Linked DNA regions of Mus musculus: regions 2, 3, 4 and 5 are each linked to region 1. Evidence: chromatin contacts called from public HiChIP or PLAC-seq and promoter capture Hi-C data. All regions are on one chromosome and are shown on one strand. Each heading gives the region's core, a stretch centred on a gene start, on an enhancer-like site or on the middle of the called end of the contact. The rest is flanking DNA. Distances are from core to core; before and after follow the strand shown.

Region 1 (2,582 bases), core at 50-2,549:
CACACACACACACACACACACACACACCATAAGCTTCTGCCCCAGCTCTGCTGTTGACTGCCAAGGCCACCTGGAACCAGTCCCCACCCCACTCAGGTTCTCCCCTTATACACTGGGGTCCGCCATCTTTACGGGCCAGAAGGTGATCAGGGATGAAGAAGGGGATTGCTGAGCTGTGAAGAGGCTCTCATCAGGGTGGGAGGAGGGGAATTTTTATTGTCTTGCTGAGCAGCCCTAGGCCCCAGGCCTGAGAGAAGGCTTCCTTAGCCGGGACTCCTTACCTGGAGGCTGCTTTGAGGTCTCAGGCTGAGGCCTCCAAGGTCAAGCTTCTCTAAAGGTGTCTCGTTCTTCAAAGCTGCCGGTGGCTACCATGGCCCGATCCCCTCGATTTTCCATAGAAAATGGCTGGGAGACGAAACACTTAAAGTTCATACTATTGTGTCCTGTGGGGGAGAGGAAGGAAGCCAAGTTTAGAAAGGAAGATTGTCTTTGCAGGACCACCGCCCTGCAAGGAAGGGTCATCTGTCACACAAGTCCTTTCAGACAGCCTTGCTGGGAGGGACCCATGCAAGGCTCAGTTCTCACTCAGAGCAGCCAGGGTCTAGGGGAAGAACTCAGGAGTCTTTACTCCCACACGTTGGCTCACTTCCAAATTTGTTTCTCAGACAGTTATGTAGACAGGCAGCTGTGCTGTGCCTGGGGGATACAGTCACAAAACTGTTGAGTGGAGCATTATATCTATTTGTGTTGAATCAGGATAAGGCAGGTCCAGTCTCCCTGTGTCCCTACTTCCACCTCCGGCAGGCAGCCACATAAGATAGTGTAACAAAGGCCAAACAAACTCCAAGGCTCCTCCAGGCACAAACAACCCTTGATACAAGAACAGGCTTTAGGGCACATGGCCCAGAGCCTCCTGGTGACAGTCATTCTGATCTTCGCTGACGTGAAAGCCCCTTCCCCCACCCCGCCCGGGTCAGGCTGGGAACATCGAGGCTGAGGGGAAGAAGTAAAGAGATGAAGGTTTTAACCTTCGACCAACTGGACGTCAGAGGCAAATAACAAAGGGCGTATTTAGGAGGAAAGAAACCTAGAGAGGGCAAATTAGGACTCCAGGGAAGGGAAAAGAAAGAGAAAAGACAGATGGAGTGGGAGAGAGCAGGTGCGGCCAGCGAAGGGATGGGGCACGCTCACCGGACCGCAGGAGAACACAGGAGTGCAGAAGGCTGTGTCCGACGGCGGGAGAGTGGTGGCTGCCCAGGAAGCTGGCGACCCGACGACACCGAGGGCGGAACTGACAGTAGCTGCGAACCCGCGCCTACAGAACTTAAGTCTAGAGGGCGTGGTCGGGGCGTGGCGTGACGAGGCGGAGCCAGGGCGGCCCACGCCCCCGGGTGAGGAGGCGTTTCCATCTGTGGTTGCCTGAAACCCCTAGGTCCCCCCAGAGGCTCCAGTCTCAGATCTTCCCCTTCTATTCCCGGGGCAGACAATCTCTTTGTGAGGACAGGCAGACTGACTGGCCAGCTGCTCTGGATCGCGACCCCTTACCCCTTCAAGTCTCCCCTCCCCCTCCCTGCAAGGCACCTGGGGACCGGGCGGAGCGCGGGCTTCGGGGACCGGAACAAACCCGGGTGTGGTGACGGGGCAAGGCTGGCGTTCCCGCCTTCTGCCGCTCCCAGTCAGGTCCCGGGGGACACTGGCACCTAACGGCTGGAGTGGGGCGAGAACACCTGGCCTCCCCTCCCCTCTGCACCGAGTGCAGCCAGGCTGGCGCCCCGCAAGGAAGAGGGCAGGGCAGAGCCTCGCCTGTTGCACTCCAGCCCAGCGAGGACAAACTCAGCAGGTGGACGGGACCTCAGCGAGATAATGGCCACGTAGGAGTGGGGGACGTGAAAGCAATACTTGGGCCCTGTGTCGGGGACTAACGTGCATTGTGGGGGTAGGAAGCAGGTCTCAATTTGCCTCAATTTGTGTTCAAGCTTTGGTACTCTCCGTCGGTTTCTTCTTTTGTTTTTATCCTCCTTAGCCCCGGAGTTTTAAGAGATTAGATCAGGGCGTGGAACCCTTTTTGCTTGCCTAGGAATTAGGCGCCCAAGAGCAGGAAGCCGGGGACCAGGGGTCCGAATATACTATAATAGAAGCTCAAGTAGGTTTGGGCTGCTGTGGAAAGTGCAGTGGGAGGAGGGGGCTGGGTGAACGTTTGTGGAAAGCAATTACTATGCATCAGGTAGGCGGCGCAGGCACCTAACGATAATCTTTCCAGGTCATCATTAACCATTATTTTCCAGAACAAGAAAGTGTGAGAGGCCCCAGACCTTAATAGGACCCCAGACCTTAGCACATCTGACTCCATGATGGAAGTACCATTCAACTGTAAAACTCAGCACACAGACAGAACCATCAATGTCCATCGTTCTGGAAAAATCTCTAAATGTACTGATCTTACCTTTTGGCTTCTGTGGTTCCACTACTGGCTAACTTGTTTTGTTAGCTGAAGTATGTCACCCTAAAACATGGGTTTTGTGCTTAAAAACGTACCCAGGAAAGGATCCTGAACACCCAGTGTGGCTTTATTAGCCAGCTGG
Region 2 (2,582 bases), core at 42-2,541, 1.2 Mb after region 1:
GCCTTCCTACGTGTGTCGCGCTGGTCTACACCGGACGCCTTTCCTGCCGCCAGCACCCCGGCTCCTCCAGCACCCTCCGGGTCCCGGGCATCAGCAGAAAGTTGCATGGGCCCGCGCTCTTGGCTCTGAGGCCGACGCTTGGGCACCCCGAGAACAGGTTGGGAAGGCTGCGAAGTCGCAGGGATTTGCACCGGCTTGGGGATCCAGGGATGGTCCCCGCGCCGGGGCAGCGGCCAGGCGCGGAAGTCCTTCTGGTACTGGGTCTCGCGCTCGAAGGGCGCGTCGGACGGCTGGTACTCGCTGCGCGGCCGGCAGCTTGGCTCGGGCCGCTGCACTTTCCAGGCGCGGTAGTCCTGTCGCATCACCGAGTCCGCGGGGCCTGAGCCGGAAGTGGAGGCTGAGGCCGCGCCCAAGCCCAGCCCGCTCCGGCCGGGGGCGGCTACAGTCTCGCGGTCGACGCTGGGCCCGGGCGCAGGCCCTGTTGCCCGGGCAACTGCATCCGACTCTCCCTGGGCTGGCTGCGTCTCTATGGCGACAGCACGCGAGGGGGGCGCTAACGCGGGCTGCAGCGGAGCTGGCGGCTGCGGAGGGGCGCCTGGGTGTTCGGTGGCCTCCGAGTACTTGGTGAAAACCAGCGGCACCGCAATGTCCGCCTTGTCCAGCTGGTTCCAGAAGCGGGCGATGCAGCAGGCCCTTGTGATGCACGGCCACGCCATGTTAGCCACAAAGCCTTTTTGTGGTCCTAAATCAAATCTCCAATCTCCCTTTAACCCCAACCCAGACCCGCCAATGTGGTTCCCACCGCTTCCTTCCCTTAGAAGCCCTTTGCCTCGTCCTCCACCCTCAAAGAGCACCCGGGGACAAGGTACCGCTGAGATAAAGTCCGTAAAGTCCCTCGATTGCCGGCTGCAAACGCCTGCTGCAGAGGAGCTGCTGTGGGCAGTGAAGAATAGGAGCGAGGCTCAGCGTCCCAGAGTCCAGGCCTAGGGCGTCTGGGCGCGCCCTCTCTGCGACTGCGGTGTCTAGCAGACCCCGGCAGAGCAAGGAGATGCTTGGCAAAGAGGCTGTGGGCTTAAGCCATGGCGCAGGGAAGGATCCGCAAGCAGGCTTTTATCTCCTTTCCGTCTGGTTCAGCCGGCCGCCTAGCGAGGCTTGGCAGCGGTCACCTCCAACCCAGACAGAGCAGAGAGCAAAACGGCCTCTATCTATACCCCCGGTGATGCCGCAGCCGCTGCCGCTGTCGTCTTCTGCTGCAGAGAGGCGGCCCCACCCTTTTTTGCGGCTCAGCAAGGGAGGTGGGGTGATCAAGAAAAGATGCTGAGAGTATGCGCGCTGCAGAAAAAAAAAAAAAAATCACCTGCTGTCGTCAGGGCGCGCAGCTGAGAGGTTGCCCTCTCCCTGTCCCCTCCTCCCTTCTCTCTGGCAGCTCCTCCCTTCTCTGTTCCCAGGCAACAGCAGAACTGGGTCCTTGATAGGTTCAAGTCCCAAGCTCCTGAGGACTTGCTGTCCTTGAGTTGCCAGCTTCATGTCCTAGAACCGAGTCTCCTCTCTTTCGTAAAATCGCCCCAACCAATGAATACTAATTTTTTAAGTGTAAGACCGCCCCGCCTCCATGAAATGTCTGTTTCAGACTAGATGCTTTGGCTTCTTTTAAAAATCTTTTTTACTTTTTTTTTTTTTTTTTTGGTTTTTGGCTTTTGTTTTTTCGAGACAGGGTTTCTCTCTGTAGTCTTGGCTGTCCTGGAACTCAGTCTGTAGACCAGGCTGGCCTTGAACTCAGAAAAGCCGCCTGCCTTTGCCTCCCAAGTGCTGGGATTAAAGGCGTGCGCCACCTTTTAATTATGTGCTTTTGTCTGTGTGTGGGTATATGCACATGGGCTCTGGTGCCTGCTGAGGCCAGAGGGTCAGAAGTAGATTTCCCTGGTGCTGTGCAGGCGACTATGAGCTCCCACCCCACCCCCATGTGAATGCTGGGACCCGGACTTGGGTCCTCTGGAACACCAATACAAGTTTTTAACCACTCAGCCCCTGAATAGATACTTTAAAAGGGAGAGCTGCAGTTAATTGGTCAGCTATCAGGCTGTACTTATGCTCCGTGTTGCTGGTTCTTGACCTAAGCCTATGTGTACAGGGCTTCCCCAGTTGTATGAGATTGGGAGAGGCCGGCCTGGGAGAGGCCGGCCTAGCCATACTCTGGCTGTTCCTTCTTTAAGCAACTGGGAAGCAGTGAGTCTACTCTCCCAGGATAAAATTGGTTCTTCTCCAGCCCAGATGCTGCACTGGGGGAAAGGGAGAAAAAGGAAGATTCTGGAAAGAGACCCAAGGGAGGAGGTAAGCGGCTGGATGAGAGACAGTTCCCTAGGAAAAGGGAGACCTCTTTGAGGGGATTCTCGGTTGTGTTTCTGCCTTCTTTTCTACTTTGGGGTTGAACAGATTTTGGAATCTAATGGACCTGCTTTGGCTCTGATACTCTCTTTGTGACTTGGGTTGTCTCTGGGCTGCAGTCCCCTGGGTCGGGGCGGGGGGTGGGGGGGTGGGGGGGGAGGGGTAGTAGAGCTAATAAATGCCTCGGGGTGGTTTCA
Region 3 (2,582 bases), core at 62-2,561, 1.2 Mb before region 1:
CGGCCCCATCTTATTAAACAAACAAGGGAAGGTCAAGGCGGTCTCCAATCTTGTTCAACAATCTCAGAGTCTGGGGTGCATGGGACAGGCAGGCACTGACAACTGAAAACCTGAGAGGTTGGGCTCAGCCAGGCCACCCTTGCAGCTCCTGCTCAACTCTAAGCAACTGAGGTAAGAAGCCAATCTGAGTTAGCTACCTCCACCTCCTCCCTCCCTCCCCCACTGCTGTAAGTCTCCAGAGAGCAACTTTCAGCCAACTCCCTGTCCCCCAAGGCTTCACACACACACCCTCCACAGTATCCAGCTCATCTTAAACATGACACTAAGCAAAACTCTAAGCAACTAAACAGACTCTGAACTCCAGGAAAGGTCAAAATATTAGAGCACTGAGAGCTTGCCTTCATTAGACAGTGGGGAAACTAAGATTAGAGAGGAACATGGGGTCAGGCTAGCACCAGAACCAAGTGTCCTCCTTCCTTGGACCTATGTACGCAGAAAAACATGTAGAGGCGGTCCCTAAAGCTGTTGAGGCTTCCTGGAGACCTCTTGAAAGACTAATGGACAAGATATAATATTGGTACATAAAAGGACCGGGCTGTAATTAGTCAGTCCAATGTCCCCAATTATACTTGTATACAAACTGATCCCAAAGAGGGTGCTAGACCTACGATGGGAAATGATGTAACTTCAGTGAGTTTTCCATCTGCTGCTCCTGGCAGCAGAAGGTAACTGGGTTTCTTCAAGGTAAGGTTATGCGGGTTTAAATTTACAAATACCTTCAACCTTCCAAAGGAGTCATGACCCACCCACCCACCTCTCCCTTGAACCCAGTTTGACCCCATAATCACCCTTGTTGGATGGATTCTTGCTGTAGCACTGAACCACCAGCGCCATGGCCAAGGCCCACATGCCCAGACCCGTCTTGTTGGGGACCCCATTCCAGCTGTCTTGTCCCGGGAGTGTTTCTTCGGGGCTAGGACCGCGTTCCGACGAGGCGGCAGTCAGGTATGGGATCTCGGTGCGTTCTCCACGGCGCCCCCAGGTGGCTGCCCCCCGTCCGGGGACGAAGGTAGAAGATGCTCCAGGGCGCACCCAAGCGGCAGCTCTCAACCGCTGCGGCTCCCCGCGGTCTCCGGTGACAACGCCACGGCCGTAAGCACCTCCCCGGCTTTGGAGAGATGGAGATTTGATTAACCCTAGGAAGAGCCGAGGCGCTGGCGTGGTTCTCCTCAACACCGCGGACAACATCATGACACCTGCTTCTAAAACCCGCTGGTGCCGGCCCCTGTGCTAGCCACGATCAACATGGCTGCCGCGGCGCGTTCGAAGACGCCGCTTATAAGGTGGGACTGCGCACTACCTCACGGGAGTGGTAGTCCACAGCCCCAGATCTTTCTCTAGCTGGAGACTAAACAAACTACATTTCCCCGAGGGCTGTGGAATGACATCACAATGACCGCTGACAGCGGAGCTGGAAGAATGTTGGGAAATGCAGTTCGGGCAGAGGGGCGTGGCAAAAAGGAAAACTCTGGTGGGGCGTGGCAATTAGGATTCAAGATTCCAGAGCCCCGTATTTGTATTAACACAGAACTTTAAGCCCTGCCTTTGGAAGGTGGGAACCTGAAAGAACGGGAATTCAAGGTCTGGGTCAAAATCACATTCTTGGTCTAGGTCAGCCCCAACTGTGTAAGATATCAAATATCAAATCAAAATATCGAAAATCAAAATACAGGAATCCTAGAACAACTTCCCTAGTGTTTAAATAAAATTGCATTTTCGATGAAGACCTGTTAAGTAACTTGTACCCCTCCCCACTTTTATTCTGAGTTGCTATTGCTTTTCAAAAAGATGTTGAGTGTTGGGAAAGGTGGTGTGTGTCCTTAATCCCAGCATTCCAGGCAAAGGCAAGCAGATCTCTCTGAATTTGAGAAAGTCTAGTTTGCATAGTGAGTTTCAAGATAGTCAGGGTTATGAGCCAGAGAGACTCTGTCTCAAAAGACTTTAAGACTGTGTGTGTGTGTGTGTGTGTGTGTGTTTAAAGATGTGTGTGTGTGTGTGTGTGTGTGTGTGAGTGTGTGTGTGTGAGATCCTTAGGTTTGGCAGCAAGTGTCTTTTATAGTTGAGCCATCTTGTTTGTTACATAATAGTGAATCTATGAATTGTGTTTCAGTTGATTCCTTCTGTAGTTAGCTGACAATTAGCTACTCATATATCTGTGTCTGGCCCCTTGTGTCTCACAGAATTACAAAACTGGGTTTGGGATTGTCTGGGGTGTTGTTTTACCCTGGCTCAAAGCTGTACCTTCCATAGAGTTGCTCCTGATCTAGAGGATACAGAGAAAGCCTTGTAGGCGGAATGCTTCCTGCTCTTGCATTAGAGCCTCTTGAGCTAGATCGAGGGAACAGTTTGTCTGGGCTGCCAGGGCTTCTGACAGGCCCAGGTACTTTGCTGGTTGGTATCCAGTGGTGCCTAGCTGGCTTGTTTGAATTGTTAAAGCAGGTTTTGGGGCTTTCCATTAGCCTGTTGGCTGAGAATAGGTCTTAAGCCTTGGTTTGCATCTGTCCCACTCAAGTCTCATGCCT
Region 4 (2,582 bases), core at 48-2,547, 1.1 Mb after region 1:
CTATGGGAAGCAGGTTGTCCCTCCAGCCCGGACCCCGGGAAGAGATCTTTTGGAACAGGGAAGCCCTGCCTTCAACGCAGGTTCACCTTTCCTGGGAGGTGGCATGCCCATGACCCAAGAGTGGCTGGTAAGAAGGACCTCTTCGGCTTCAGGACCAGTGCCTGGATTTCGATGCCCCAGAGGCCCCCACCCTGCCAAGCTCTCACGTGCATGCAGGCTATCCACTTCTTTTCTTCTCCCCTCCCTCTTTGCTCTTTCTCTCTTTATCTTCTCCCTTCTCCCCAGTCTAATCCTCAACATGGAAGGCAGAGGACCTCAACCCTGCCACGCCTCAGTTTCCCCAACTGTCTGCGCCCATAACAATACACAATAGCTTTTATCTCGGGGTTGCTATGAGCTTTGGATAAGGAACGACTTGTGCAAGGGCGGGGCTCGGACCTGCACACAATGGGCACTCAATAAGTGCGGGCTTCTCTCTACTATCTTTCGCGCGCCCTCTCCTAAACAGTTCACTCTCTGCCCGTGTCCCCTCCACGCCCTCCGCTGACCCGGGCCCTGCCTCTAAGGCTCCCGGGACTGCTCCCGCCGCGCATCCGGGGCTCTCACCTGCAACCTCCGCTCGCTGGAGACTGTGGCAGGAGAAGCCCCTGTGTTCCCCTGGGAGCAAGCACCCCAAGATCCTTAACCTAGGGCGGAGAAAGGTGGCAGCTTCGACTCGCCCAGGGGTTCGGTCCGACTGTTCTGCCTGCTTGGGACCCCTCACGGTGCGCTGGACCCGGGCGGTGCCAGTACAGTTTCAAGTCCGGAGCAGTTCGGTCCAAGGCAGCTGAAGATTTGGTTCTCCAGGAGCTGGAGGCCGGTGGGCGTCCCGGCTCCTCTACACTCAAGTCCCAGAGCTGGGGCCACCTTGCGCCGACCAGGGGGCGGAGGACACTCCAGCAGAGATGGGTCAGTATGATGGGGCCGAGAACGTCCCGTCTCGGAACTCCGGATCAAGGCCGGGGCTCGAACGTCCCAGCAGCTCCAGACCACGGGGCTAGGAAAGTCCAGGCGCGGAATGCGGGGCTCGGACAAGCAGGGCAGGGCAGGGCAGGGCAGGCGGAGCGCCAGCGGCCGGAGCAAGGCGAAGAAGTCTGCCCAGGTCCCGACGCCGCTCACTCTGCAAATCTGGGCGGACCTGTGCCGGCAGCGGACTCCAGAGCTCCGGGCCGCCGCTCCACTTCCTCCTCTTACCGGCTCCCCGCTCACCGCTTGCTCAGCCTCGCGCCGCAGCCTCTGCTACTGCCGCTGTCACCCTAGCCGCCCACCCCCACCCGAGCTGCAAACCGAGCCGAGCCGAGCCGAGCCGAGCCGAGCCCTGCCGAGACAGCTCCGGAGCGCCTGCGAGCTTGGCCCCTCCCCTAAAGGGTGGGACCAACAGAAACCCCGCCCCTGGCCGGGCCGGGAGCAAAGGCGGGGCGTGAGAGACACTGCTAGGCCGGTCCCCGGCGCAGTTGGGCAGCAAGAGCCAATGGGAGAGTGGAAGAGGGGTGGAACTCTGCTGAGCGTGGTCTGGTGCCGCTGGAGAAGGACAATGAAAGCTGCGCGTAGCAAGCGAGCCAGCCGCCTGGAGATCAAGATGGTGGGCTCGGGGGCCTGGGTTGACTGTGACTGAGCACGAGGCCAGCAGTGGGAAAGGGCGAAGCATGGAGGAGGCGAGGTTAGGACTGGGATGTCCCTGGATGGCGGAACCTGGGGCGTAGCGTGATACAGCCAGCCTCTTGCTCCTCCCCGCTGCTAGGGCTCCTTGCACTGAGTAGCATTTGGGAGCAGTGCAAGGCTCTGATTTTAGGAAGCGATGCAAAAAAGTTTGTAAAAATAAAAAGCAGATCTGTTTCCCACACTTCCCCTTTCCCAGAGTTCTGCGGCTCAGGGAGGAACGTCGTTATCAGTTTCAAAAATATGAGCGGAGGTGTGTGAGGACAGCTCACTTCGAATCGTGACTTCTGTCGGCTGTGCACCTTCCCCACCCCTCCCTGTCTTTGAAGTATCCAGCGTCCTGTGTGAGGCACCGAACAGGAGTGAAGGGTTTGATATATGAATGAGTGTTGCGAGTGCGCGTGGGCAGGGCTTAAGTCACTAATTGGCTTGGGGAGCCCTAGGATGAGGCAGCCCAGCCCAGGTTCATCTGCAAGCCTCAAATCAATTTTCTGCGTGAAACCCCTTTGTCACTGCTGTGGACCAAGACTGTAGGGGGCGCATGGTGTTTTCCAGATTGCTGTTGCTGGTATAGGATTCTATCCACCAACTCTGTGACATTCCTGGACTAGACTGGCTCTGGAAGATGGCTTTAGCCTCCTAAGGCGATGCCAAGGTCATCCTTGACTACACAGTGAATGGAAGCCAGTGTGAGCCTGTCTCACAAGACATAATAATACCACCTTAAAGAAACTCAAGACACTGCAACTTGACAGTCGAATGAGTGAGGAACCACATGGGCTTAGAAGACCAAAGGAATGGCTTTCCTGACAGAAACAACAGCACTTACAAAGGACACCTCCAGAGATCTCTGCCTCGTATTGGTTAGCAGAGGCTTCCCTGAG
Region 5 (2,582 bases), core at 49-2,548, 1.0 Mb after region 1:
TGACTCTGTCCCATGATTAGAAGCCATCTTGTTACAAGGTCAAAATAAGTTCATTCCTGTTTTCTGTAACACTTGGGTTTGATCCTGTCGTCAACCCATTTTCTGGAATTTGACATGTTCCATACTCCATTATACCCTGACTTCCACCCTGATAAGATGTTCTGCCAAGTTCCTGTGTAGCCAACATTCCCCTGGAAATCTCTCTTCCCTTGGAAACCACCTAGTCTTAGAAATTTTGAGTTATATAAATTCCACTTCTATGTTTGATGCTATTCTTTAAAACTCCACTTTAGGGAGATAGCCCTGTCTGATAGAAAATAAAACTTGCTTAATTTGTCTAAAAGAGTTTAAGTAATAGTTTTTACTTTTGTTCCGTGGGATTAATACAGGGTGAAACAGACTCCCGTGTTTCCAGTGTGAAGTGAGCCACACACTGCAGTACAAGTTATATCAGCAGGTTCTGCCTCTGGGCAATGAACTTTTGCTTGTGTGGACATCAGGGTCTGTGTGAAGGGAAGGTCCTATGGCCTAGATTTATACTATTCAACAGTCTGTCCCCGAAGCCCTGGTGCTTTATTATTTTGACAAGCCCCTGCTGCTGGTATTCCACCCTGCTGCGAGTCAAAAAAGTTCCTGTCTCGGAAAAACAAAACAAAACAAAACAACCAAAAAATAAAATTTTTTTTTCCCACAGGTTCTAGTGGAGGTGCTCACTACCAGAAATCCTACAAATAAGCCCATCTCATGGATCAGGGTTTACCTTTGTAATAATATTAAATCTGTGTGCATGTGCGCACGCATGTGTTTTATGCTTGCATATATGTATACGCAGCCATGGTTTTCTACTGTCCCACTCACTCTGTAACTTACTGAGCCATCCAGCTGGTCCTCTAAATACATTTCAATGAAAGTTTTCATTAGCGTGAACGTGAAGGTGGTAAAATCTGTTAGTGTGTGCTTATGCCTGTGGTTTGCACCTCTAGTCTGAAGGTTGCTCTTTTCAAATTTTTTATTTATTTACGTTTTTACTTTTGAGTCAGAAACTCATAAAGGCCAAGCTGGCCTCGAATTCGCTATGTAGTCAATGATGACCTTAAACTTGTGACCCTCTACTTCGTTAGTGCTGGAACCCCAAGCTTGCTGAGTACAGAGCACTTTCAGACCGGAACTAGATGTCTACTTCCTGTTCCGCCTACATTACAGGTTGCTAGGTTACACCCCCCCTACGCCGTTTTAGACGCAAAACTTCATTTCCCATGCAAAACTTCATTTCCCATGAACACTTGCAAGGGTCGCCGCGCTGCGCGGCGTCATTGCTCCCGCCCTATATACCTACTTCCGCCCGCGAGCCACTTCCTTTCCTTTCAGCGGCGCGCGGCTGCAAGATGGCGGTGCAGATTTCCAAGAAGAGGAAGGTAAGCGTCTGGGCCCGGTTCGGGAGTCCGCCGCGGGTTCTACAAGTGCCAGGGAGGCCTGTGGCTCCGTGATCAGTCCTGTGGAGCGTCTGGGGCCGCCTGCCGTCTCTTCGAGCCTCGGATGGCCGTAGATTGTGTATTGGGCCGGAGCCGGGCGAGTGCTGTGTGCCTGGGCAAGGGAGGGACAAACTCCTCGAGTTCTGGACCGACTCGAACACCGGGCGCCTCCAGTTCCGGACTAGACACCTTTGAGCGTTTCTTGGTCTCCATAATAGTAATCCTGTGGCACAGTTAGAGGGCGTGTGCCATCAGATCTAGTCCAGTTTCTTTAGTAAGTGAAGTTTAGCAGTCCCTTCTCTTAGTCGCGTGATCCTGCAAGTGGCCATAGTTGAAAGCCTACTTACTGACTGCTGCCGTGTTCACTCGGGACCCGGAGCTGCAGCGTCCCTGTGGTTATCATTTCATGGGGGAAAAGTGTGCAGGTTGCCAGGTTTAGAAATAGATGGTCTGTCGTTTGTGCTTATGCACACAGATGATAAACCTGTTTTGAGTCAGGATTCCTCTCCTATCCGAGGTACAACTTACAGTCCCAGCTGTACATGTGCTACTTGGAGACAGATTTTTCTTTGTCTCTTGGGTGTAGATTATGCCGTAGAGCCCTTCGATGAAGAGGTGATGACGAGTCTGAGTAGGAAGTGTTGTCTTTGTCCAAGATGCCTCACTATGCTGCGTTCTGTGGCACAGCTGAAAGCACTGTGGTCAAAAGAAACTTCCTAAAGATGACCAAGAGGCATTTGTCTGAGAAGGGTTGCTGCTTTTCTGTAGGGCCATTGGGCTTGCTCTGACTAACCCTGTCTTCACCTCAGAGGTAACTTGTTTCCTTTGGTTCAGTTTGTAGCTGATGGCATCTTCAAAGCTGAGCTGAATGAATTTCTCACTCGGGAGCTGGCTGAAGATGGCTACTCTGGAGTTGAAGTCCGAGTTACACCAACCAGGACAGAAATCATTATTTTAGCCACCAGGTAGAAATACCATTGATTGTCACCTGTAAATACTGTGTGTACTGAGATGCTGTGTAAACTTGGGCCAACCAAGCAGTAAATCTGGCCTCAGTGGGTGTAACTGCTTTGTTAGAACTGCATTTGGGAAGAACTTACCTTCCATTTA

The links. Promoter capture Hi-C pulls out the DNA fragments that hold promoters and counts their contacts. HiChIP or PLAC-seq counts read pairs in DNA pulled down with a chosen protein or histone mark. Capture Hi-C pulls out chosen DNA fragments and counts their contacts.
Region 2: a contact with region 1 is called in a FOXA1 HiChIP or PLAC-seq map of pancreatic cancer cells. The contact joins the promoter of Map6 here to the promoter of Ucp2 in region 1. A contact is called at or near these places in 1 of 39 promoter capture datasets (liver) and 1 of 115 datasets of contacts at active chromatin or transcription factors (pancreatic cancer cells).
Region 3: a promoter capture Hi-C map of liver shows a contact between it and region 1, with 2.9 times the contacts expected there. The contact joins the promoter of Clpb here to the promoter of Ucp2 in region 1. A contact is called at or near these places in 2 of 39 promoter capture datasets (liver and pre-B cells) and 1 of 9 other capture datasets (liver).
Region 4: a contact with region 1 is called in a promoter capture Hi-C map of liver, with 2.7 times the contacts expected there. The contact joins the promoter of Gdpd5 here to the promoter of Ucp2 in region 1. A contact is called at or near these places in 3 of 39 promoter capture datasets (liver and pre-B cells), 1 of 484 Hi-C or Micro-C datasets (embryonic stem cells) and 1 of 9 other capture datasets (adipose tissue).
Region 5: a promoter capture Hi-C map of liver shows a contact between it and region 1, with 3 times the contacts expected there. The contact joins the promoter of Rps3 here to the promoter of Ucp2 in region 1. A contact is called at or near these places in 3 of 39 promoter capture datasets (liver and pre-B cells).

Annotation. Positions count from the first base shown.
Region 1 is chr7:100,492,075-100,494,656 of GRCm38.p6, reverse strand. It overlaps Ucp2 (uncoupling protein 2 (mitochondrial, proton carrier)), which reads right to left and starts at 1,299. Exons shown (of 8, transcript NM_011671.5): 1 at 1,192-1,299; 2 at 282-443.
Region 2 is chr7:99,266,156-99,268,737 of GRCm38.p6, reverse strand. It overlaps Map6 (microtubule-associated protein 6), which reads right to left and starts at 1,291. Exons shown (of 3, transcript NM_001048167.1): 1 at 1-1,291. The coding sequence starts at 716. It overlaps Gm26705 (predicted gene, 26705), which reads left to right and starts at 1,520. Exons shown (of 4, transcript NR_103487.1): 1 at 1,520-1,593; 2 at 2,267-2,331.
Region 3 is chr7:101,662,480-101,665,061 of GRCm38.p6, reverse strand. It overlaps Clpb (ClpB caseinolytic peptidase B), which reads right to left and starts at 1,311. Exons shown (of 16, transcript NM_009191.4): 1 at 849-1,311. The coding sequence starts at 1,251.
Region 4 is chr7:99,380,233-99,382,814 of GRCm38.p6, reverse strand. Gdpd5 (glycerophosphodiester phosphodiesterase domain containing 5) reads right to left here and starts at 1,297. Exons shown (of 18, transcript NM_201352.3): 1 at 607-1,297.
Region 5 is chr7:99,482,425-99,485,006 of GRCm38.p6, reverse strand. It overlaps Rps3 (ribosomal protein S3), which reads left to right and starts at 1,298. Exons shown (of 7, transcript NM_012052.2): 1 at 1,298-1,415; 2 at 2,307-2,437. The coding sequence starts at 1,386. It overlaps Snord15a (small nucleolar RNA, C/D box 15A), which reads left to right and starts at 2,075; the gene lies at 2,075-2,222.